Regions from separate parts of the Oryctolagus cuniculus genome. Here regions 1 and 2 are each linked to region 3. Evidence: chromatin contacts called from public Hi-C and Micro-C data. All regions are on one chromosome and are shown on one strand. Each heading gives the region's core, a stretch centred on a gene start, on an enhancer-like site or on the middle of the called end of the contact. The rest is flanking DNA. Distances are from core to core; before and after follow the strand shown.

The links. Hi-C and Micro-C count contacts between places; a contact is called where the count stands out from the background.
Region 1: a contact with region 3 is called in a Hi-C map of an unstated tissue, with 5 times the contacts expected there. The contact joins two enhancer-like sites. A contact is called at or near these places in 3 of 6 Hi-C or Micro-C datasets (ear pinna, liver and an unstated tissue).
Region 2: a Micro-C map of ear pinna shows a contact between it and region 3, with 5 times the contacts expected there. The contact joins the promoter of TBC1D23 here to the enhancer-like site in region 3. A contact is called at or near these places in 4 of 6 Hi-C or Micro-C datasets (ear pinna, psoas muscle, skin fibroblasts and 1 more).

What each region holds. Positions count from the first base shown.
Region 1 is chr4:54,312,514-54,316,952 of mOryCun1.1, forward strand. The region is part of intron 1 of CMSS1 (cms1 ribosomal small subunit homolog); the gene reads left to right. All of the region lies in intron 5 of FILIP1L (filamin A interacting protein 1 like), which reads right to left. Among named protein-coding and RNA genes, the nearest start is that of CMSS1, 23 kb to the left of the region's middle. Within about 2 kb of position 1,713, at least 1 of the 8 cell types and tissues checked has an H3K27ac peak or open chromatin away from gene starts, as enhancers often do.
Region 2 is chr4:54,786,926-54,791,402 of mOryCun1.1, forward strand. It overlaps TBC1D23 (TBC1 domain family member 23), which reads left to right and starts at 2,366. Exons shown (of 19, transcript XM_070071986.1): 1 at 2,366-2,596. The coding sequence starts at 2,544.
Region 3 is chr4:54,557,159-54,562,091 of mOryCun1.1, forward strand. The region is part of intron 1 of CMSS1 (cms1 ribosomal small subunit homolog); the gene reads left to right. All of the region lies in intron 1 of FILIP1L (filamin A interacting protein 1 like), which reads right to left. Among named protein-coding and RNA genes, the nearest start is that of FILIP1L, 45 kb to the right of the region's middle. Within about 2 kb of position 2,428, at least 3 of the 8 cell types and tissues checked have an H3K27ac peak or open chromatin away from gene starts, as enhancers often do. A contact at or near this core is called in ear pinna, where this site is marked.

The sequences.
Region 1 (4,439 bases), core at 463-2,962, 250 kb before region 3:
CACTGGATGACAGGGAGCCTTAGTGGCCAAAAGAAGTTTAGATGACATGTTTTCTTTTTTTCATTCATTCATTCATTCATTCTTTTTTTTTTTTTTTAGAAAACTTTTATTTAATAAATATAAATTTCGGAAGTACAACTTTTGGATTATAGTGGTTTTTTCTCCCCATAACCACCCTCCCACCCGCAAACCATCCCATCTCCTACTCCCTCTCCCATCCCATTCTTCATTAAGATTCATTTTTCATTATCTTTATATATAGAAGATCAGCTTAGTATATGCTAAGTAAAGATTTCAACAGATTGCACCCAAGGTGACGTGTTTTCAGTTGTAGTCAAAGTCGCAGTTCTCTCAACCAGTTTCTACATGACCCTTGTGTTCTTTCACATTATCATGGAAGGCTGAAGTTTGGAAATATACCAGAGCAAAACCAGCATTTATGAAAAAGCTATCAAATCCTAATTTGACAGCTGGAGTCAGGATGTTTCCTTTCTCAAAATGAATTTTGTGAGTACTTTGAACTTTCTGAAGCTGTGTTGTCAACATACTGTGTCCCTTCAGGAATGATCCTGACCCCTGGGACTGCAGGGCCCCTCATCACACCTTGACCTCTAAGGATTGAAAGGTTCAAGACTCCCAAGGACCTGGGTTATTTTGATTTGTGGTAATTGAGGACAAGTCGGGGAAAGACTAGATTCAGGGCTTCTGGACTTCCAAAGGGTCCCAGCTGTGGAATGCTTGGTCAAGGCCATGTTATCAGAATGACAGTGTTTTTGTATTTTTGTTTTTATCTCAGTGTTCAGTGGGAAAGTACATAAGTAATGATGATGGATATGGTGGTGAAAAGGAGGAAATGCTAAACTGGAGAAAAATTGCTTCAAAAAATTACTGCTTTATCTTCTTTTGTCTTTTATATTTTTTGGCAAATCACAGCTAATTTGTGTTGGGGAGGGGGAATGGAAATAACAGATAATGAATATGGCAAATAGCCCAAAGTTTCTTATGCTGCTTTGGCTTTTTTCCCTTGATTTTCTCAGGATTTCTTCATTATGTAATAAAACCTTATCACTAAAAGCTTTAGTTTTACACTGCAAGGGATACTATAATTTGATTAGCTACCTTTAGTTTTAAATAGTGTTTCACTGCTATGTTTTATATCACAGAGTTGTCCAGTTTCTGAGGTGAAAGTTCTATAACGTATTGTGGTTTGTGGTCACACCTAGTCACCTCTCCATCTGCCTTTCTGTGGTAACTACATAATGGACAGTGGGGGCAAGCCAAGAATAAACACTGAATTATAGTTTTTAGAATCCTTCCTAACTCCGTGGTTTTCATTTGTGCCAGACATAGAGCATCACATGTAGAAATACTTTGTTAACTTAAAATATATGAACCTGATTGTTGTCTAACTTGTTTATCTTCTTTCTTTCATTCGTCTGTGAGGGTTTTCTTTCATCTCAGCTTTTTTTTTTTTCTTTTCTTTCCTGTACTGATACCCTTTCTCCCCCGCTCTCCCTTCTTTTTCTTTCATTTGGACCCATTCAATTTTTTCACTTCTTCTCAGTCTTACATCTTAGAACAACTGTACATTTCTTCCCAGTACTTGAACAATGTGCAGTGATTTTACCATTATTGCAGCAGGAATTGGACTGCTAGGGGAAAGGAAATCCTGCCCCTCTCCTTCAGTGACCTGGCTGACCCCTTAGCCATTGTGTCTGGACTGAGCAGACAGATTACATAAACCTTGTACTCTGTGGAAGAATTTGCCACTTTCTGGCACAGGGGAATTGCAGTAAGGGCAGGATGGCCCCCCTTTCCCACCAAGTGAATTTCCTTCCTCATTGGCAATCTGAGAAAAACCTGGAATAGGGCCGTAGTTGATAGGTTTGTCTCTGAAAAAGTATTAATAATTGTCCATTGTTCTTCATAGTCTTCTCATTACCCTTCTTAGGAGCCAAAAGCAGCAGCCTCAAAAGCACTTACATTTTCCAAGGTTGCTGTAATAAATTTGTATTATTATAACCAGAAAAAAAAGTTTTATGTAGAATAAATGGGCTGCTTACACATGTTACTATAAGAGATGTTGTACATTGCAGTGTGATCCCTACCACTGACTCCCTGCTTATTGCCCTGAAGGAATGGTTTACCTCTTAGGCTAAAGACTCTTTGAAGTTCTGCAGTTTTTAATTAGCTCCTCTTTCTAAAATTTTCTGTGGTTTAAAAAGTGACTGATACAGGTGTATTCAGGCAGGAACAACAGAACAGATAAGAAATAACTTTCATTTATTTTTTTAAAAAGAAGAAATAAACCTAGCTGATTTGTTAATACCGAAGGATATTACTGTATTCTTGAAGAATTTGTGTTGTTTAAAAAGTAACTGTGGGGCCCGTGCTGTGGCATAGTAAGTTAAGTCTCTGCCTGTGGTGCCAGTTTGTGTCCAGGCTGCTCTTTGAATCCATAGCGGCCTGGGAAGGCAGCAGCAGATCGCCCAAATACTTGGGCCGCTGCACCCATGTAGGAGACCTGGAGGAAGCTCCTGGCTCCTGTCATTGGGTCAGCCCAGCTCTGGCCGTTGCAGCCATTTGGGGAGTAAACCAACGGATGGAAGATCTCTCTCTCTCTCTCTCTCTCTCTCTCTCCCTCTGTCTGTAACTCTGCCTCTCAAATAAATAAATAATTTTTTAAAAATAACTGTATTGAAGAAGGTTGTTATGTTTTATGGTAGTTCATTTTTTTTTTTTTTTCTTACTTGAGAGATGGAGAGACCAAGAGCTCCCATCTACTGGTTCACTCTGCAAATGGCTGCAACAGCTGGATCTTGGGCTGGAGCTGGGAGGTACTTACTCAATTCAGTTCTTTCAAACACTTGAGCCATCACTGCTGCCTCCTAGAGTGTGTGCATTAACAGGAAGGTAGAGTTGGGAGCCAGAGCTGAGACTCAAACCCAAGTATTCCAGTATGAGACACAGGAATCTTAACTGTCAGGCCAAACACCTGCTAGAAATGGGTTTTGTGTTTCTTTAATTATTAAGAGGAGAGACATGGGACCAAATTGGAGACATTTTTTTGTAATGACAGTTTTTATGTGGGATGTTCCTGGGTTTGCAGTTATTGTAGTCCTGAATTGGAAGTAGAATTTAGAGAAAGATTGACAAAGGTGAGGCCTAACACTTCTCCTGTGAGCTGGGAAAAAACACAACAATTATTTAAAAGAAAAATGATCTTGGGAACATCAGTCTTTCCTTACTAGTAATAGTGATACTTGAGAAATAGAAATCTTAAATTAGGATCCTCCATCTAGCAATTTTTTTTAGGTTTCTGCAATGGCAGAAGTAACACCAAATATGGGTCTAAATGTGTGGTACTTTCTGAAAGGTGACTAGACCTGGATCTCTTGGTTGTCTTTTCTGGAAGGTCTTTGATCATTATCAGGACTAACAAGGTAGCCACCTCCTTACTTACTAAGCTTTGATGTGAATGATTGTGATGCTACTTTCCTAGATCATTTTCATTCACTTCTGATATTTTTCTCTTCAGTCTCCCCTGAGGCTGGTCAGGTACTTGTGCCCCTTGCTTATAGAATCCTGCCTGAAGATGGAGTTGGGCACTGACCACAGCCACTGTATTTTCTGAGTACAGTCTGTTGATTATAAGAACATGAGCTTTGTGGTCTTGCATCTAACATCTCCTTTCCTCAGCACCATCACCTTGTCAGTATTCTCCAATCCTGCCCATTTTTGTAGGAATTGGCCCCCAACATCCCTTTTCTCTTGTTATTCTAACTATGGCTTCAGGGTGGCAGGAGCAGTTGGAAGAGAGGCAGATCACCATTGGCTGTGGTGATCCTGGATGATTTCAGAATAGGTAAGCCATAAGCCAGATCTTTGCCTCTGGGTCTTATTTCATTTGATGAAACAGGAATTCTACCCATGTAGAGCAGTAGGGAAGACGAAAGAAAAGACCTGGATATGTTCAGGGGCATTTGAGTGTTCCAACTAAAGAGGCTGATTTGTGAGATGAAGCATAAGTAGACATTAGGCAACTGCTTATCACCATCGGTAGTGGAAAGAATCAAATGCAATTTTTAATGTTTCTCCTTGCATGGAGGTAGCTTCTTAGTTGCCGTGAAAGGAAAATGAGACAATGAAGCTAGACTTGCATTCACTATTCATTTTTGTCACATACTAATGGCCCTGAAGCCACTTTCCCTATATCTCAGCATTTTAATGTATTTAACTGTGAAATTGTGATAATACTCACTTTTTGGGATTGTTGTAAAATGAAACAAAGAACTACTTAAAGACTGTATAAAGATTAGTTTTTTCCCTTATGTTACTTTAGTTCACTACCCAGAAGCCTTTTAAAGGAGGACACAGAGCATTCCCTTGCACTTTGTTCAAAGCCCTTCATAATCAGAGCAAAGCATGCCCTTCTAGCT
Region 2 (4,477 bases), core at 1,116-3,615, 230 kb after region 3:
ACCTACCACTGAAAGCTGAATATTAACAACCCAAACCCAAACAAACACCAGTCGGACCTGTTCAAGGAAGAGAAATCAAAGGCATTCTAAGTTTCAAGAACCTTACCTCACAGTCAGAGTCCTGAATTTATCACTGAAGGAGATAATATCATCATGGTCATTAATATCATGATTTCCAAAATGAATACTCAATAGAACTTAGAACAGGTTTACGAGTAAACAATAAATGATACAAACCTTCCAGAAGAAAAAAATCATCAAACAATTTCAATTGAAATCTTGTCCCAAATGGGTTTTGTATCAATATGATGCTGACCTATCTAGGAATGTCCAACTAATTTGTGAGGCCTAGTGCAAAATGAGAACAAGGGGCCTCTTGTTCCAAAATCATTAAGAATTTCAAGATGGCAACAGCAGAGCATTAACCAAGCGCAAGGGTCTTGTGTTACTGCAGAGGAAGCATGTCCATGAAGCTCATTCTGATCCTGTTAAGGGTAACAGAAGTCAGAAATTTCAACTTCACCTTTACATAATGAAGAACTGCTTGAAAATGTCAAATGATAAGTTTTTAATGGAATTTCATCACAGACTGCAAAGCAGTCACTAATTTAATTACATTCAAGATGAATAACTGAGGAGTAGAATTACTTTAACCAGTGAACAATTTCTTGTCTCATCACTGACTGAATGGTTTTTAAAGCCATTTTAGTGAGGGCTTTTGCTGTGGCATAGTAGGTTAAGCCTCCACCTACAGCACCAGCATCCCATATGGGTGGCAGTTCATGTCCCAGCTGCTCCAATTCTGATCCAGCTGTGGCCTTGGAAAGCTTCAGAAGATGGTCCAAGTGCTTGGGGCCCTGCACCCATGTGGGAGACCTGGAAGCTCCTTGGTCCTGGCTTCGGATAGGCCCAGCTCTGACCATTGTGGCCATTTGGGGAGTGAACCAGCAAATGGATCACTCTCTATCTCTCTCTCACTCTCTGTAACTCTACCTCTCAAATAAATAAGATCTTAAAAAAAGAATTTTAGTAAAGCCTCTGAAAACTCTCTGGCAACAACTGAGGGGATCCAGCAGAGGTCCTGCATATTAGGATGGTAATCTGACTTAGATTCATACTTTTATTCTTTCTGATAGCAGGCAGCAAAAGCCTCATTGGTGTTAAAAGAAATTTTCCCCAATGAAGCGCTGAATATCACATAGAAATCCTGGGCTTGGATCTAGGTGCAGTAACATGCAGCTTTATCAGTGTATTATCTGCCCTTTGGGAAAAGAGAACATGTTTTTGGTTGTAAATGAGATAGCTATTACTTTAATACAATAGTTTTTAAAATTATGAAACATATTATATTCTATAAAGAATAATGGATGCCCAAGTAGCTACTTCTCAGCTCTCAAGAAATCAAATATTAAAATTTTAATTGAGGCGTTCCTCCTTTCTCCCACGGTAACTACCATTCCAATTTTTCTATACATTACCCCCTTGCATTTTTTAGCACATACCTACCTATTCATAAAATATTATCTTGCCTGTTTTTAACACCAAATTTAAATGACATCATACCTTACCTATCCATTGCCAATGTTTTGCTCATCTAATATTTTTCAGATTTATCTATGTTGTTGCATGTAGTTCTACTTCATCGGTGGTGTTGCCTAGGCTTGCAAAAGCATTTCTGTGGGTCCATCCACCTGAGCATGTACCCACTCAAAGCCCTCAGGTGGCAGAGGGAAGCCCAGGGGTCTGTGTCCGAAGGGTACTGGTGGTGTGGAGAGAGCGTGGATACAGGGGCTGACTCTGAACGCGTCCATGCTCGCGGGGTGCAAAAGCAAAGGATCTTGACAGCTTTCCCTGTAATGAATTCCAGTTCTGGAATTCTAAATTTGAATTTGACCTTCCATGCTGTTAGGAAGTTCTATTTAAGATAGGAGGCTAAAACATATTTCCTTTACTCAGCTTGATTTATAACTCAAATATGCAGAAATGAAGTACGCCGGCCTCCATGCATATTACTGAATGGGCTCCATAAATAGACTTCCCACGCTTTCCTCAAATCTAGCTGTTACAGGAGATCAACAGAAACGTTACTCTCTTCCTACGTCCACATTCCCTGCATGAATTTCCCTCCGCCCTCTTCTCTCCACTGACGGTCCTAACTTTAAGTTCGACGTCAAATTGGAACACAGATGCTAACCCGCCGCCAAAAACCAACGCTCCAGACTCTTGTGGCCTTCTACCGGGATGCACTTCCCCACATACCCGCCCACTCCGTCCGGCCCGGGGACTCCGCGGCATCATGGGATATGTAGTCTTTGGTGGGGCAACTTCCTTTATTAAGTCTCCTCCCCCAAGCGTCCCACGCTGCCTTTCGCCTTCGGGACGCCGTGACGTTAAGTTTGTACCCTCCCTGCTCCCTCCTCCTTTCTTTCCCGTTGGAGCAGCTCAGTCCGGGACTTCGGAAGACCTTTTACGACACTGGGTGTCAAGAGTCTGTCTCGGCGCCGGTTCCACTTTTCGGCAAAGTGACGTGGACGTCAACAGCAATGGCGGAAGGAGAAGAAGTCCTGGCACTACCAACGTCAAGTGGCGACGGCTGGTGAGTGAAAGCCGGGGGCTAATGCCCACTGGCCCTTTATTCTTCCTTCTCACTCTCCTGCCCGTCCCTGAGACACCAGCTGGCGCCGACGTTTAAAGAGAAAAGCCATCGTCGGCCAAGTCCGGTGCTCTGCCCCGCCCCCTCTGCCTGCCGGGTCCCCTCCGTCAGGTCCTGCCAAGGGGCTGGAGCAGGACTGGAAGAGCGAAGGGTGTCGTCCAGGTGCTAGGCCTGTCACTTCGTCCTCCGGTCTCCAGATTTTGCTAGAGAGGGTGGTTCTAGGGCTGGGTTGGCCAGAGGTTGGTAGGGGAGTTGCAGGAGGCTGTTTAAGCAGGAAGTTTTTTTGGATGTAGATCTGAGGCACTAGAATACCATTTGAAGAAGAGATGCTTTGAAATTATCAGCACGACCTTTGCCTGAGGGTTCAGAGGTTGAAAGACACACCCCGAGTGGATCCTTTCCACGTAATTGAGCTATTTTTTTCCTTTTTTTAAAAAAAATCTCGTTTCGATCCCAACAGTTTCCACGTTCGTCTCTTTCACAGAAGTTGTATTTTCCTACCTCCTCTTCTCACAGGTCGATTTCTAAGCTTAGGATGCAGTGTGGGACTTCGCTCTTGTGATCCCAAGCCTTGGCATGCATACCTGATTTGTTTTGAGGTAGTGGGGAGGACAACTTTACTCACCCAGTAATCTCGGAGAAGCGCTCCTACTTTTGAAATAGTTCATCTTCACAGTACACCATTAGGAATAATAAACATCCTATGTTTTTAAAAAGGAAGTTTCGAGGCTTGTCTAGTTTTTGTAGCTGATGTAAGTGTATTAGTTTGGGACTTGCTTGTGTATTATATAGGTGTACAGCTCACTGGCACTCTACTTACCTAAAAATAATACAAGACACTCTTAGTCTTCAACTTTTGTCTTTTGGGGAAGGGAATGGAAATCATTGAAGAATTATGTAGTAATTGAAAAATTCAACTTTTGTTTAGAGACATCAAATGTTATCTTAGTGCATGTACTCTGCAGAGTTAGGAGGAGAACTTATGATGACCTAGATGTTATTTTTTCTATTTACCTATAGAGTTAAGGAACGTAGTTACAAGGTAAAAATTAATCTTATTCTGTTGGAGTGTGACTTTAAGGGGGTTATGGCAGAAACCACTTCTAGCTGGAGTCGTTGGGGAAGGCATCGTGAAAGCATTGATGCTTGAAATAGGCCTTGAGGAATGAATAGGACTTGGATCTATGCTGGCTAAAAGAAGGGAGCCACGTGTGTAATTTAATTTTTTTAGTAGTCACAGTAAAGACTCCAAAGAGGATGTTAAAAATAATTTTAATGATCTATTTTATTGAATTTATCCAACCCATTATTTTGGCATTTATTCACTGTTTTTAAAACAATTAGATAATTTTGAATCTTTTTTGTACAAAGTTTTCAAAATCTGATGTACATTTTACATTGACCTTACATCTCAGTTTGGTGTAGCCATATTTCAGATGTTGAGTATCCACCTTCAGCTGAGGGCTAACATATTAGTGCAAAGATGGGAAAGACCTCAGCATGGAGTGATGGGACAAGCAAGAAAACTAGTGATTTGTTTGGAGAGTAACTACAGCTAGCAGAAGAGAAGCTGCAGAAAAATACATCTGGAAAAACAATGGAAAGCTTTTCAACCAGTTATAGGAACCTTTAAAAGAAATCCATGATGTAGACATTGCAAAACTTTTCAGAAAGTGACCCAGCTGTTTGTAACTTGAAGCGTGCTATTTTGGGTGAGTAAGTTGTTGTATCATAAACTGGCTGCAATCAGCTGGCTGAGGGCCCTGAGGGGAAATGTTTCTAGAATTAAAGTATCTTTGGGGAGTTCTTAAGTTAGGAGGATTA
Region 3 (4,933 bases), core at 1,178-3,677:
CTAAAGTCACTTCATTTAAAATGATATCAGGTCATCTGAACTTTGCATATATGATATTCAAATACTGGATTTCTTAATGGCTGTATTTTAGCCATTTGCAGGGGTGGGGAACATCCAGCCCATGGGCTATATAAGACCCATGAAATTATTTGGTCTGCCCCTGCTAAGGTGGAACTGAAAATTCAGTCATCTATAGCAGGTTAATTTTTAAGTGGGTAATTTTGTATGACCTACTAGTGATGTTATAAATATACAAATGACCCTTGGCAGAAAGGGGTCTCCTGCACTAAGGAGAGAAGGGGGGAAAGTAAAATTCACAGGATTATATAGGCTATCCAAGTTTCAGTAGTATCCTGGTTTTTGCTATTTAATGATCTATGGTGAACTAGTTTAAAAACTGTGCCCACTGCATAGGTGATGCGTATACCCTGCAGTAGTCTGAAGTAGTCATTGTGGACTCTAACCAAACCTAGAGCCACAGGAGGCTAACATTCAGAGGCTTTATTGGCCACCCAGGAGAACACTGGGTCCAGTACAATAGAGAAGCACAATCAAAGCTGGCCCCACCGGACTCCCCATGCTCTTGAGTCACTCCATATCCTGAAGACATGAGGTACCCCCAAGGAGTCTTTCAAGACTCTTTACAGCACAATACAAAACTCTCATGGGAGGGGAACAGGGAGGATTACTGAAAGGAATATAAGCCCTATAGTTAAACTGACCTGAATCTACCACCAATGAAGGAATTTAAGAATAACTGCTTCGTAAAATTGTAGATTACATGGAGCATATGTAAAAATATAAGACAATTAGAAATGCATATTTGATTGGAGAATTACCAGTTTGTGCCTACCAAATTGGCAAATATTTTTAATGATCATATCCGATATTAACAAAGGTGCAGGGAAATAGGTGCTCTTGTGCACTGGTGTTGGGAGTGTAAATTACCTGTAAGTCAACTTTGTAACTTTTCATAAACCCAAATTGATGATGGATGGGGAGACAGCATATAGGGGAATAAAAAGATGATTAATGGATGCATGATGCATGAATGTATTAGGTAGGAAGTCAGGTATGAGCTTATGTGTGTGTGACAAAGGCCTAAGGAGACATTTAAGTCCAGCATATGCATCTCAAAGTCATCCTGATAACGTTTCAGGGGCAGCCCTGTATTTGCATCCTGCCCTGCCCCTTCTACTGGATAACCTGCCAGGTGGGGCAGGACCCAAGCACTTGGGCCATCCTCCACTGCACTCCCAGGCCACAGCAGAGAGCTGGCCTGGAAGAGGGGCAACCGGGACAGAATCGGGCACCCCGACCAGGACTAGAACCCAGTGTGCTAGCGCCGCAAGGCGGAGGATTAGCCTATTGAGCCGCGGCGCCGACCCTCTTTCTTCTAAAGATTTATTTATTTATTTGAAAGTCAGAGTTACACAGAGAGAGAAGGAGAGGCAGAGAGAGAGAGAGAGAGATCTTTCATCCACTGGTTCACTCCCCACTTGGCTGCAATGGCCGGGGCTTCGCCAATCCGAAGCCAGGAGCCAGGATCTTCTTCTGGGTCTCCCACATGGGTGCAGGAGCCCAAGGACTTGGGCCATCTTCTGTTGCTTTCCCAGGTCATATCGGAGAGCTGGATAGGAGGTGGAGCAGCCATGACTCGAACCGGCACCCATATGGGATACCGGCACTGCAGACGGCAGCTTTACCCACTACGCCGCTGAACCAGCTCCTAGAGGTCTCTTTAAAGATTATGAGGAAACCATCCAGCTTTTAAAGGTCGTGATTTCTGTGACCTAACATCAGTTAACTTGCAACAAACATATATTATGTTCTTGGTTTTAATGCTTCTCTTTCCTGTTTGGACATTTCAAAGGACACAGTCATCACTGGAATGTGAGTGGATAGGGCAGCAGAAAAGATGAACAGAACTATACCCTGCCACCGTGAAAATGCCACCATAGAGAACACTGTTTCTCAGTATTCTCTGTACAGTGGAAAAAGTAAAGCCGTTTCTTTTTGTGAATTTTTAGATATCAGTTCAAGAAGTGACAGTTCAGCTCATTGTCACCCAGCAGGTGGCGCTGTGAAATAGAAGGATATGACAGTGCAGGGAGCTGCTTTTCTGCTCCACAAACCCAGTTATAACATTAGCAAATAGCCACATGATTTGGGCACTTAATAATATATCAGTTGACACCCTTGAAAGTTTCCTAAAGGTCCAGTGCCTCAACCAAGTTTTGTTCCATTTAGTTTCACATCTTCTGTGAAGCTCCTTCTTCCTTTAAGATCAGCTGTGCAAGTGTTCACAGGGTGCACATTGGCAGAATGCACTTCTAGCATTAGTGGAATCACTGAGCACCTTTTAAAAAGTGCACTTCTGCTTCTGCACCTGGATGTTAAAATGGATCCTTTCTTCCATTTGCTCGGAAGGCCATACCCTCCTCATCCAAGTGTAGACATTTTTACTGCCTTTTCTTGGGGAAGGATCCATTAACTACTTGAATGCATTACCTAATTTGTGCAGCAGCCTCAACTGATCCAGCCATTAGTTGCCCAGCTAATGCCCCACTCCTCTGCCCTGGGCAAGCATGTGTGGGAGAGAAAGGGAGGAAACAACCTGTTGTATGTTGCAGAAATTTCTTTGGGGAAAGACACTTTCCTCTTTTCTGGTAGTGGTGTTTTAGAGTTCTGACACAGCAGCACGTTGAATCTGTGTCACATTCTGAAGACTGGTGGGGGTTCCTTCAGGCAGCAGTCTCCTGGGGCACCAGAGAGTTTGTGCTCATAAGAACATTCACTGCTTTTTCAGACATTAATAGTTTCCTGGCATTGCCTATCAGGAAATGTCGTCATGGTCTGGAGGAACCAATAAAAATACAACTAACCTGTTTTGACAGATCTCTTTTCTGCCAGAAATTTTGGAATTTGGCATAGAAACGGGGGCAGAGTGGAGAGCCCATCCATTTGTGAAGACGTAAGCAGAAATAGTGGATTTGCCGTAAGAGAGGGAGTTGCTGTTTGCCCTGGACATGAGATACAAACTCGAAAGCTGTCCAGCTCATTTTGACAGACTTAAGTAAAAAATCTGGTGTGACAGGGCAGCTCAGGTCTATTGTACTTTGGGAGACTTTTTTCTCATTTTTTTCTTCTCATTTCACACATAATTCTTAACTCTTTTGATCCTCATAATTCATGACTCATTTGATCCTCAAAGAGAAAACTCACACATTAAAAATTAACAGCATTTGATTATGGATACACACATGGCAGTGCCATAATGTATACAGAAAAAAAGACCATGGGTTTGGATAATTATTACCAAATGGCTGACACTAAATGCTTTTGCTCTTGCGTATTATGACCAGAGCACAGATCTGAGTCCCATTAATGTGAGAAACAATGAATGTTGCTCTTAGAATGGTCATTGCAATTAGATTTGGTTATGGGAGGTGGTCTTCAATTGTTCTTCCTCACTAGTTTTTAGGGGGAGTTGATCACCTTAATACTGTAAGAATGTGATCAGAATGAACTGATAAGACACATCTGAAATAATTGTTTGGCCTCTCCTAACCAATGGAATAAAAATGTTTTTTCACATTAGTGTTGCTTTTGAGTACTCTGCTGTTTCTTAGGACTAGAGCTTTAAATAATGTTTCTTACTGGTCCAACCAGTTTAAGCTTTAGCCTAAGTACACTGAAACCTAAGTACATTTTTAAAGTTCACAGATTAATCTTATGCTCCTTTAAAAGAATGTATGAGGTTATAATAAGATGCTGCCGCAACCCATCAAAAATTGCCCATGAGTGAAGAATTAATATCACTAATAGTGTGGTTTTCACCATGTATGATTTTACTTATTATGCTCTCTTCTATATAATTCCTTTTTTTGTTCTGCTCTGTTACTCAGTTATATAGATTTTAAAAAATTGTACAAAAGAAAAGGATTTCTTTTGTTAGTTTTAAGAGCAGCTACTCATTTGGGGGAGGGGAGACAGGGTGTATTAGCATTTCCTAATTTCCCTTATATAGTGGGTCCCTATAGTTGTGCCATTTCAGACATATCACAATATACGCTGATGACAAGGAGAAAAATAATGGCTTTATCCTGATTTTCTTTCACCCACTCCATCTCTTAAGAGCCTGCATTTGCTGGGTATCGCAGAGAAACATAGAGATCAAGAGGAAAGGAAAAGAATTTCCCTGGGTAGAACTGCCTCATTAATACTTGGTTTCCTGCTCAAAATGTCACCTCACATCTTGCTGTAGCCTGGCAGTTGAGGCAGGGCAATCAGAGAGAGGACTTCCTCTCCTGAGCCTGCCTGAGCTTCAAAGCATTCACTGAAACTCCCGTGGAAGAGAGGATAGAGGAAGTTCTTAAAAACCTAAGGGCATAAGTCTTCCATGCGGCTGGCTCCAGTCATAGTCAAGGCTTGTGTTTTGATTTCCTGGGGCCAATGCTAGAAGCACTTACTGTTCCATGCCAGGCCTTTCTCTCACTCTGCTCCAAAACTGCCCTTTCCTGTCTAAGACTGATCCTTCCAAACGGATCCTTACCTCTTTTTCCTCCTAGCTTCAACTCTTTTCTCTGCACTGGTCTCTCTTCCTGTCATCTCCATCTGACCCTTGATTTCCTCCTTGAAGAGAATCACTGTGACAATTTTCAACCTGACTATATAATTAGAGGTCTCAAGATTTACACTCTTTGGACATCCAGCAATAATTATTCTCCAGGTGTGAACCAATGATCCATCAACAAAGTGTCCTCATGAAGACTTTGTGCTAATTCCATTTTTATTATTTGATGTCTCAACCCATATACTGACACTGAATTTAGAAGACTTCTACCTACAGAGATTCGTAGGATCATTTATCCCTGTGGTAAACTAATTAGCACATATTAGGCTAAACCTGTCGTCTTTGGATCATCCTCTT